Regions from separate parts of the Solanum lycopersicum genome. Here region 1 is linked to region 2. The links are chromatin contacts, called in public promoter capture Hi-C maps. All regions are on one chromosome and are shown on one strand. The core of a region is the stretch at or near the end of the contact, and the rest is flanking DNA. Distances in the headings are between cores, read along the strand shown.

The links. Promoter capture Hi-C pulls out the DNA fragments that hold promoters and counts their contacts.
Region 1: a promoter capture Hi-C map of leaf shows a contact between it and region 2, with 5 times the contacts expected there. The contact joins the promoter of LOC101267305 here to the promoter of LOC101267598 in region 2. A contact is called at or near these places in 1 of 1 promoter capture datasets (leaf) and 3 of 8 Hi-C or Micro-C datasets (all in leaf).

What each region holds. Positions count from the first base shown.
Region 1 is chr4:34,409,691-34,415,924 of SLM_r2.1, reverse strand. LOC101267305 (O-fucosyltransferase 9) reads right to left here and starts at 1,822. Exons shown (of 11, transcript XM_004237520.5): 1 at 1,007-1,822. The coding sequence starts at 1,384.
Region 2 is chr4:34,149,547-34,155,731 of SLM_r2.1, reverse strand. LOC101267598 (trihelix transcription factor ASR3) reads left to right here and starts at 1,394. Exons shown (of 3, transcript XM_004237521.5): 1 at 1,394-2,330; 2 at 4,976-5,017. The coding sequence starts at 1,715.

The sequences.
Region 1 (6,234 bases), core at 573-3,072, 260 kb before region 2:
TGCACCATCTTGAGGGGGAGTGTTAGAATAAGAATAGGAACAAGAATAGTATATAGAATTATACTTTAAAAGATATTCATTTATAGAATTCTACTTGAGAAAAGATTGTAATGTAGTGTCCTAGTTCAAAAAGGATGCTAATATAGTGTCTATCAATAGGATCACAATGTAACAATGTAGATACACAATTCAATAATATTTTTGTCCAATATTTCTCAAACATTTGTTACTAGCTTAACCCAAACTTCCCGTTTATACCTATGCAAAAATCTTAGAATATTCCGGATAACATTCTTCACACGAGAAGAATTGATTAATATAGGAAAACATTCAAGAGGCAAATCAAGCCTAGACAGCTCAGTTCTACTCAAGTTGACGAACATGTCAATAAGAGTACAGAGTCAAATTTCAAAAAAGCATTTAGGTTGTCTATCTATATAGCTTAAAGTCACTGTTTAAATCTAGATTATCACAGAAAAAGTACCCCGAAATAGTATTCACTTAAGCTAGAGAGAAAATAAAGGAAAAGTGAGTTCAAATGGAAACTATACTAACTCAATGAAACTAACACAAGAGCTATTTATATACTAATCATCTAACCAACTCACTAACCTGTAACTAACTCACTAAGTCATTAATTTAATAACAACTTAACAATATCGTAAGCTACTATCACAACTAAGCTAGTACATTTTTAATCATAAATACAACTAAGCTAGTACATAGAACCAATTCAACTTATACTTTCAACACTAAAGCAGTAAGGCAATATACAATATGGACAGAATATCTAATAGGGGATGTTTGCCACTAAAAGTTATTACACCTCAAATTTATTCTCATGATCAAAGTCACAAGTTACCTTTCTAAGATTTCATGTTCAAAATTGTGGTTCCAGAATCTAACCAAACAAGCCAACTTACATGTAACATACTTTATATCAGAAATTTAATCACATTAAAAAAAAACCTGGGAAGAGAAAGAGAAGAAATTGTAAGTAGATTACCAAATTAGAGCTTCCATTGTTCTCAGCATCCATTAATGGCCAGAGCTTTTCAAAAACCTGTGGGCTCCTGTAAACTGATCCAATTGGATCCAGCCCAGTTCCACCACCACTTGTACGAGATGCATCAAAGCCTAAAGCACCCATATATAACAACATTCCAGATATATACAACAAGGGAGCAAAAAGTAACACCCCTCTTCGCCTATAAACAGCAGATACTATCATAAAACCTAACTTCTCTGCAAAATTCTGCAGCTTTACTTGACAATTACCACTGTGGAAATTACCAGATACATCAGTGTTCTTATTCCGGGCATGGCGGAAACGAGGGGAGGATGGCGGAGACACGCCATTGCCTAGCCGGCTTAAGCCGTGCATGTAGACCTTAAGTTCAGTTATTTGGATGGAAAGAAACAGTATTGGGTAAAATAGTTGAAAGAAAGTCTGGAGAAAATCAAAATTGCAAAAAATGCTGTTACGCTCACGGACACTAGCAGTATAAAGTGGGGTAGTGCAGACAGCTATACGCAACTAAGCAATCCACTTGCCCAATTACAAAAAATGATTCACCGACACAAGGACCGAAAAGCAAACTGCAATGCTGCTAGTTTTCGATGGTCTCTTCTTCTTCTCCTCCTCTCTCTCTCTCTCAAAATGAGAAAAGCATTAGATCACACAAACAAACACAACTCACAAAGAAAGAGTAAAGTACAGCTTTTTACCAAGCTGACAAACCTTTCTCCTACCTTTTATGCCTGTGTGGTTTAAATCTAATTTTACACAAATTATCAAAATGGTCCTTCAGTTATATGAGTTAGGACTGTTCGGACCCTCTGTTATTCTGTTTAAATCTAATTTTACATAAATTGTTAAAATGGTTTGAGAGTTATATGAGTTAGGACTGTTCGGATTCTTGATCCTCTTAAGAAAAAACAGTTATCATATACTCCCTCGTTCAAATGAGAACGACTTAATTTGATTTGGTACACAGAGTGGCGCGAAGCCACAAATTTTACGAAGAATGTCAAAAATAGAATGACTTAACTAGATTTGACACATATAATGGCAGAGCGGATCTAGGAAATTCATGAAAGGTGTCCCAAAAAAAATAACTTAATTTGATTTGGCACATATAGTGGAGGAGTGAAGCTAGGAAATTCACCAAGGGTGTCCAAAAACGGAGGGAAATTGTTGGTAGAGAGATTCGAAAGTACTTAGGGCTCTTTCAAGAGATCTTAAACAACTGACTACAACACTTTATTCCGTTCAGAATGTCCAACATATGTTATTTAATCACTTCTTTCTCATTTTACTAATATATACAATATTATTTTCGGACGATAGGGTAGCTACGCCCATTGGCAGACACTTAAAAAATGTATCTTGAGATTCTGAATTAAAGTTGTTATCAAATGTATCAAAATATTCGTTAATCTTATAATCTTAAACATGTCATGTGGAAAACTGAAATTAAAGTGTTGCAAAAAAAGGAAAAGATTTTTAATATAAAAGTAGGTCATTCTTTGTTATACAGAATGAATACAAAATAAACAAATAATTAAAATAAAAAGTGGACTCTGGTGGCATAAGTATGCTCATTCAAATTCAACTTGCTCATTACACATGTGAAATATATATTGTGTTTGTGTATCCATTATAGTGATAAAAGTATGTTAAAAATCTAGACAAATATTACAAGGAAGTACAAATAATTTTTTACGGCTAACAAAATGTAAGGCATACTTAACATCTGAATACTATTATATCATATAAGAAAGATATGCTAGGAGTATCAAATCATATGAAAACACATAATCATACCCTCACAATCAACTTTAGATATTTCAAAACTAGTAAATCTAGCTCCTACTTGCACACACATAAACTTGATGATTTAAATGCATCGAAGTAACACATATAACATGCTTTTAAGGTAAACTCAAACGAACAAAGAGTTAAAATCTAAATTGTCTCAAAAATAAGAACTCCCTTAAGTGGAATATCTCTGTTTAGCTTAAAATTCAATTAGAAAAAATGTTTAAATTTATTTGAATAAGGTCTTTAGTAATGCAATTAAAACATGTTAGTTCAAAAAATTTTGATGTAGGGTTTGAAGCAACGACAAGAAAAAAATAGTAAGTGAATATTAAATAATAATTTGAAAATGATAAAGTAATAAGAAGAGATAGAAAAGCTTATTTGATCTTTGAATAATGAAACTGAAAGTTTCGGGTGACCGAAAGTGTATGCACGGAAAAAATAAGTTAACTGTAACACCTCAAATTTAGAAAAGGAAAATGCAGTTTCGGGTTGGTTCTAGATCAATGGAACATAGACGCTCCTACTGATCATAGATGGGTGTCACACCCGAATCCTAGACCCCAGATGAGACCGGCGTTGTTAACCTCTCAGAGGTTGCAGACAAGCCTCTTCTTAGCTTTCATCACAATCATACAGTTAAATTTGCAAATAATTTAAAATTCTTATAAACTTAATGAAGTATGCTACGGCTCAAAACTAAACAACCATCTATCAATAGAGTAAACAATTGAAATGAAGAAATCATGATATAATAATAATTTGCCAGACGACCTTTATAGAAAACTTTGAACAACTGTTTGAAAGGAAATGCTAGGGACAACATCCACTAGCTATGTCTAATGTACTAAAGCTAGAAAGCAAACGTAGCATCCTCGAACTCAAGAGTACCTACCAAAGGTCTGGAGATACTAGTCCGAACCGCTTCAACGAATCTTCAATCCTCTTCAAGAACCTGCACCTATAAAAATAGTAATAGTATAGGGGTTAGTACACACTTGTACTAAGTATGGGTGAATAAACATAAACACATAAGGACTATGCATGATCAAGGAAAGCTTTTCCTATAGCAACATGTCGTTTCTGGAAAGTGAAGTCACTTGACTTTCCTAAGTCGTTATTTATGAATCATGTTATGAAGATAATGCATTCAAAGCACACAAATCATTTTCTATATGAACATAAGACCTTGGAATCATGAACATAATTTTAGAACAAGTTAAACAAAACTTAGGAAATTTGCTCCCTTAGGTCGAGAGCTCTTCCCTCCAGCCTTAGTTTATTTTTCAATATCTTTCTTCTTTCTGTTGTGTAGTTCAATGATCTCCTTTGATCTTATGTTTTACTTACAAGTTCCATGATTCATTGTTGTCTCATACCGACAATGAATCGAGTAAGTAATCCAAAATACTAAGGACATGATTTGGCTACCTTACTTACAAGTTATATTTTCCATTCTTATTAAATTGGGCATGAAGTCTTTATAAGTGAATCTTTATTGGTTATGCCCATTATTTGATCATTTTGGATAATATAAAGATGTTGGGGCATATATTCACACTCCAAATGATTGAGTCATTATGTTTGCTCTCTTAATTGGCATATATTTATTAGCTATGCCCAATATTTGATCATTTGCATAATATAAAGATTATTGGCTATGCCTATTATTTGATCATTTGCATGATATGAACACTGTGGGCATTGATTACCCATTATTTTTTGCTCCCTTTATTGGCATAATATAAGAAGTCATTATAAGCCAATCTTTATTGGCTATGCCCATAACTTGTTAAAAACTTCATTCTTATCAAAACTATTGATTGATATTCTTGAGATCCTGCTTTCTTAGTTCACTTTGAACTTACATTTCTTCTTCTTTCTTTCTTAAAGAAATCTTTAGGATTAAGATCATGTGAGCTACCACGAAATCCAATGTCTGTCCCACACCAAAAAGGGGTGGTTTACCGATCAAAGAGAACCTAGATCATGTGAGATAACATGAAATCCAGTCACACTGAAAAGGGGGTGGTTCATCAGCTAAAGTGAAACTAAGTTCAGTGTCTTCCCCACACTGAATAGAGGTGGTTCGCGGCTAAAGTGAAACCGAATAATTTCTTTGATCATTAACCGACATAGATTATGTGAGCTAAACATGAAATCCAGTGTCTGCCCCACACTAAAAAGGGGTGGTTCACTTGTCAAAGTGAAACCGAATACTACCTATCTATCTTAGGTGGCTTCCACTGGCTAGTTCCTATGCTGGAAACATAGTTCATAGACTAGGGGATTTCGGAGACTACTTATCCACCTTGGTGGTAGCTCATCTCATGAGACTTATATGTGATTGCACAAGCTCATTGCTAGCCTATCAGTGCTTTGCTTAATTTCTTATACTTTTTAACTTTTAGAGTTAACTCATACATTATGGAAGCTTGCTTCTAATAGGAGGTATGCTTAACTCAATGGATGACTTTTAATCCCTTTCTTTACTTGATGAATGTGAACTTAAACCTTACATTATCATAATGGTGTTAATGAGACTTGTCTCATGATTTCTAACACCCTCTTGTGTGAGTATCTTTAACATAGCTCAATGGATGATTTTTCACCCCTTTCTTTACTTGATGAATGTGAACTTAAGTCTTAAATTATCATTATGGTGTGAGTGGAACTTGTCTCACGAATTCTAACACCCTCTTATGTGAGTTCCTTTAGCATAATTGCTTAGGTGCAAGTGAGACTTGTCTCACTTCCTTTAACACCCCATTCTGGAAAATTTCATAACTCATAAGCTTTTAGTTATGTCATTACTCACCTTATCTTGTTCAAAGTCATTTGGTAGCCTTATTCTATTCTTTATGAAAGTTATAAACGTATTCAATGTACTACTATATTCATAGTTCAGTTGGATAGGGTATGTTGGGACTTGTCCCAATGATTAGCATACCCTTGGTTATGAATTCATTGAGTTACATTGGTCATGCTTAATTTGGTATAACTTAGTCATTAACTGATTTCTATATCATATTTTGGAAATAACATTGTAAGCGAATTTAATGGCATAAGCCAAACTTTCACATATTATGGTAATCTAGAATATTGTTAGCCAATTTATTGGCATAAGCCAAACTTTCACATATTATGGTAGTCTAAAATATTGTTAGCCAATTTATTGACATAGGCCGAACTTTCACTAAACACTTGTCAAGATATTAGCACTAGCCAAGCCAATTAACTTTATGTATATACTATACTAATCTCATCATTTAAGAAAGCCAACTTTTAATCAAAGGAACAAGTCAATGCTTCATTGGACAAGCTATAAAGTTGGTTTGAAATTGTAGATTTATTAACTAGCTTTGATTCTCTTTCTCATTTCTTCTTGGAAACATTGAATTCCAAACAAT
Region 2 (6,185 bases), core at 145-2,644:
TGTGCATGTTTCGTGAAGGTATTTTTGGAAAAAGCAATATACAAGTAAACAACAACAAATATTTAATATTTTGATTCCACTTTAATTCATTTTAGTGTAAAAGTTTAAAATTATTTAATTAACACCATTTAAATTTATTTATTTTTATTAGATATTCATTTTACATTTAATAAGAGAATTTACTATTACCGGAGTATAGCTAGAGTTAAAAAAATTAGAATAGTTTTATAAATTCTATTAAAAAATTAAATTTATGAACAAATATTGACCTCACTCATTTGGTAAAACGTATAAAAATAAGGAAAAATTGTTTAAAATAGCAAACTAATAACTTAAATTAAATAGAATAGCTAGGGTTTGATTTAATTATGCTCCATTGCAAACATTATCTAAAATTTGCCAGCGTCTCTCTCCCAGGAATCTCGCTCGCCATTCTCCATTCTCGCTCGCCTCTCTCGCTTTTATACAGAGAAGTGTATAATTTTGTTTCTGTTTTGTATAAAGCAAGAGAAAATTGTATATGCACATGCAAAAATGTATATCTTCGTGTTATACACTTAATTATACAATTTACAAACATTTTACTTCAAAAATTACAGAGAAAAAGGCCAACGAATTATACAATTGCGAATTATATAATTGTAGTGAAATACAATTTTCTCTAGCTTTATACAACAGAAGTGTATATATTGTGTTTCTGTTTTTGTATAAAGCGAGAAAAACATATATCTTTTTTCTATAAACTTATAATTATGCAATGTACATACATTTTAATTCGATTCAACTATATGCAAAGCAAATTATACAATTGCAGCGAAATAGGCCAGCGAATTATACAATTTAGGCTAGTGAATTATACAATTTAGGCCAGCGAATTATACACTTATATATGTATAGCGAATTATACAGTTTTGATGTTAGCTGTGGAGCGCAATTATGCAAAGTTTGCTATATTATGCAAATATGATTTTTTTTTGCTATATGTGAAAGTTGCCCTAAAAATAAAGTTAAATAGACTGTGTTAGTAATACTTGCATTTATTATATATATATTATTTGTTATGCATTGTTTGATTTAGTATATTAAAACAAATTGCGTTATATAAAAATATCATCCACAATTATGATATAAAATATGTAAAAAAAAAATTGAGGGATAATTATATGTTTCAGTTTAATCATGCTAATGTGCTAATGCATGAAGTCGAGAACTAATATATACATTATTTTTGCTAATATATATATATATATATATATATATATATATATTAAAAAGAATGAATAGTAATGAAAAGAAAAACGCCAATTTCCACGGAAAGGAAAGTGACCTGTTTGAATATTTAGTTGATGGTTTGGTCTTTGTTTAAAATAGTAGCCCTTAGAAATAGGCTTGTGGCCTTATTTGTTATTTACTTAATTTTTATTAATATTTGTGAGTGAAAGATGAAATGAGTATAAAGTAAGCAATCTTCTTTATTTTAGAAATTAGATAATTGTAAAAATTATCAGAGACTGATTAAGAAATATGTAAGCGGAGTGATGATTACTATTTAATACCCAAAACCAAAAGGGGCATGAAATATATTTATATTACCATTATTATTATTAAAAAAGAAAAGGGGAAAACACTCTGTTTCTCTTCCCCTCAACGGGCCGTCCTACTCAAAAACGGCGTTTGTCGTAATTCCGTTAACTGACGTGGTTCAAAAAGTAGTATGAAGCTTGAGCGATTGACCCTAATTCCGTCTACCGACTCCGACGGCCGTCTCAACGGCGCCGATGATTCTAACAAAGTTCCTAGGCTTCCTCGTTGGACTAGACAAGAAATTCTTGTACTGATACAGGGGAAAAAGGTTACTGAAAACCGGATCCGTCGAGGACGAACTGGCGTTGTTGAATTAGGTTCACCACAGGTTGAACCCAAGTGGGCTTCTGTTTCTTCCTACTGTAAAAGACATGGGGTTAACCGTGGACCAGTTCAATGCCGAAAGAGATGGAGTAATTTGGCTGGAGATTTTAAGAAGATTAAAGAGTGGGAGTCTCAGATAAAAGAAGAAACCGACTCCTTTTGGGTCATGAGGAATGATTTGAGAAGAGACAAAAAATTACCTGGATTTTTCGATAGAGAAGTCTATGATATTCTTGATCGTGGAAGTGGAGATGCCGATGCCCATGAAGAAGGAGGCTTGGTTTTGGCTTTGGGCTCACAAGTCCTGTTTGATAGTGGGAAAAGTGCTGCATCAGGGGATGATGCCTTGTTTTCTGATTTTGAGCCTGATGAAACTCCTCATAAACCAATCAATGACCCTCCTATTCCTACTCCAGTTTCAGGTTTTTTCTTTTTTTCTTTTACACATAGTTATAGTGTGTGATTAAATTAATATTGTATTAGTTGTAAATATATTTTCCATATGTGAAAACCACCCCACCCTGAACTCATGTCTTTATGTTTTGTACTTGTATTAGTTTCACACAAACAATTTTATACTGCATATTTACTTTGTTGAATTAGATTCTTCGGTGGAAATAAAATTATTTTTTATGAGATATCTTGTCTTTTAAAGATTTGTGCACATGGGTGGGTGCTCAAAAGTAATAGAATTGATATACCTCTAATGGTGTCTTCAAGTTTAAAGCATTTCTTCTTACAAAGATGAGTACATCTTTTTATTATTCTATTTTGAATAGCAATGGCCTGCCCAATATGAATGCTCTCTTCTGTTACAATCCATTTTCCCAAGTTTATTTTCAGCTTCTATTCTTTAGCATAGAGGTCTTGGTCATTCAGAGACACTTTTAGCAGTTTTTAAACATCCTCTTGTTTGCTTTAAGCTAAGCACTATAGAACACTCTAGTATTTCACGTACCTTTTCAGTGCACCTTTCATAAGTTTGAACTTCTTCCATTTTCTTTCCATATCAGTCATGATGTGTCGGAACTCAATATATCCTACCAAGTGATTCAGGAACTTGAATGGTTTAAGGACTTCTAGTCTGTACCTCCTCCATTGTGACACATAGCAAAGAATGGTCAGAAAAGTGAGGGTCCGTTAACATCTAGTTCTAGATAAAGGCATCCTTCCATACATGCATGATTGACCACTGCCCTGTCAAGTTACCATCTATATGTGAACTTGTCCATGCAAGAATCTCCCTGTAGGCCTAAGTTCATTTAGGCTAGTAATTCACCATGTCTTCAAAATCCCTGATCTCTGCATCCATGACTTGGGCGCTCGTATCCTTCCCTCTGAGAATAGAGTTGAAGTCCCCCATTATGAGCTGTGAGTTTTTGGACAATAGATTTCAGGTTTTCAATTGCAGACCGCAACTCCTTCCTGTCCTCAATTGTATGAAGTCCATATGTTCCAGTAAAACTAATAAAATAGTCTCTGCAATGATTTTAAATAGAGCATTTAAATGGGCTAATATCCAAGATACTAACCTGAACCACCCCAGTATTCCAGAGTTGCCAGATTCTACCTGTCATTGGCACCGCAATTTGAAAGCCACATCCATCCTGGCATTACCCTCATGGTTATTTCTTTTTGTTGAGTCACTCTATGTTCCACTACAGCAAGTCAGCAATGATATCAACATGCTCTTTTTTTATCACCCTAGGAAATTCCTTGTGCTTATGCAACTTATTAAACCCCCTAACTTATTATTTTTATCAACGCTGCGTAACTTAGGCAGAATTTAATACTGTATGTAGAGTAGTTATGAAGTGTGACTAAGTTTATAATACAACATTTTGCATCTCAAAATATTGTATTAGTTGTGACTATTTTTTTATATGTGAATCTGTACGACTCGGAACTCAGGTCCCAATATTTTGTGTTTTGTACTAGTACTAGTTTCACTACAAACAATTTTGTACTGCATATTTACTTTGTCATTGTTGGAATTAGAATCTTGGTGGAAATGAAATTATTTATCATTAGATGTCTTGTCTTTACACATTTGTGTACTTGGGTGCCCAAAACAATAGAATTGCACTACAATGGTGATATTGTATGCCTCTAATGGTTTTATATCAAGGTTATATTATTTCTTTTTCCGATGATGATATCTTTTTCTTGTTCTATTTTGAATCGCAATGGACTGCCCAATACTAGTTAAATTCAATTATAGCAATACAACAATATACCAAGTAAGATTTCGTAAGTGAGGTCTTGGTAGGGTGATGTGTATGCAACACCCCTGCCCTGTGAAGCTATTTATGACAGTCCTCGGTTAAACCAAGGCATATCCAAATCAGTAAGAAAAGGAAATACAGAAGTGAAAAACCATATAGAAAATAATAGTATCAACAACACATAGTACGATAAACGAAGAAGTAATAATAGGTAAAATATAAAATCAAGAATTGGGTAATAAGAGTGATAATAATAATACTAAAAAGAAAAACTTGACAGCACTCAATTTAATTCTCGGCCTTCATATTCCGCCATCTAGGGTTCTGTCCTCAATAAGCTGCAAGTATTTCATGTTTTTATCTAGTCTCCCCCTAATATAAGCTGCAAGTCCACCTTTAGCCTCCGAACATCTCCACAAAGCCCCCGTAGGAACTCTGTCATAAGCTTTTTTTTCTAGGTCAATGAACATATATGATAGTCTCTCTTCCTTTCCCTATACTGCTACATCATAGTAGAATGACCAGCATGAATCCAATTCAATTATATAGAAATAAAAATTTAAATTAGGTAATAATATTCATTTTCCTTCCCTCTAGAAAGTACTAAATTTTCTTCATTTTCCTCTACCTCTTCGCTGTGGTGGAATTCAAATTGTTTTGAACTTATTATTTAGGTTCTTTGTAAGTATTTTTTGTTTCTCTTCTTTTTTTCTCGCTTCGCTGTTAATACTTTTTGGAGGTGTGGCCAGCATAACCCTCAATGCTGAGGAATACAAGTTACCCATTTCAAAAAAAATAAAATTTTATTTGGTCTTCCTAATTATCTTGATTTTGGATTGCAGAGCAACAACATCAACCACTCTCTCAAGTTTCTCCTACACAAGGTACGTCTATATAATGTTAATTCTGCACACACCGAAAGGTTTCTTTCTTTTAGTTAATTCTATTTGTTTTCTTGTTTTGCCCTGCAAATGTGTGTATTTGGTTAATATTGGGTTATAACTGAGATATGCGGATAACAAAAACTGAAAGAAGTCAGATATATTCATCTGATTGCTTCAGTTGTGGTGCTACTATGATTTTTATGAAGTCACACTCTTGGCAAAAGTGAAATATTTGAAGGTTTGATATATAGAGTTATTCTAGGAGATTGGACAATATTTGGTTGAAGTTTGAAGGAAAAAGGGAGACTTTGAATTTTTCCTCAAATTTTCCCAATATTTTATGTGGACAAAAGGCTGGTCATCATTCTATAGACAATTTGAGTAGTAACTTACTACTGCTAGTCCATAAAAATAGCAAGGAGTTTTATTTGCATTTAGCTTTAAGCTATACTCCAACAACCTAATATACATACATATATAGCAAATTCTGTATTTTGTCATTGGTTGCACCATACACAGGAGGCCAAGAAAGCTCTACTTAAACTTGGCTTACTCTGCTGGCTTCCTAGTCATCCGTCATGGTTTTGTACGACTAGGGATGGCAATGTGGTGGGGGGCGGGGCAGAGAGAGCTTAACCTGCAAATTTTTAAGCTTCCATGCTCCGCCTTTCATAACAACTTTTTTCTTTTTCAACCCGATCTCGCCCCACATAATTTATTAAATATTTTTTTTCAAGTTAAGTTTGATACTAAAAGTAAAGTTCAAAAAATAAATTCATTTTTTCATTAAATCGTATTTATTCAATAGATAATGACTTAATTTTTCTTCTTTGAAGTCAATTGGAAACACGTAAGAAATTATTATTTCTTATTGAACCATTTTCATCTACGATCTTGAATATTTATGTAGCTTTGAAGAAATTATCTTAATAAATAATGATCTATCACTCTTACAGCATGAAAAAAATTAAAATTAAGTTTGAACCCACATAAAATTACATATACCTACAACCCGCTCCGTCCCGCAACAATTTTTAAAAAACTCACTTCAACCTGCCCTGCCCTACATAGCCCCACCCCGCCATGCATCCGCTCCGCGCCGTTGCCATCCTTATGTATGCCATCTTAAATTAGATATTCTGTTTCTTATAGTATCCAAAACAATCTG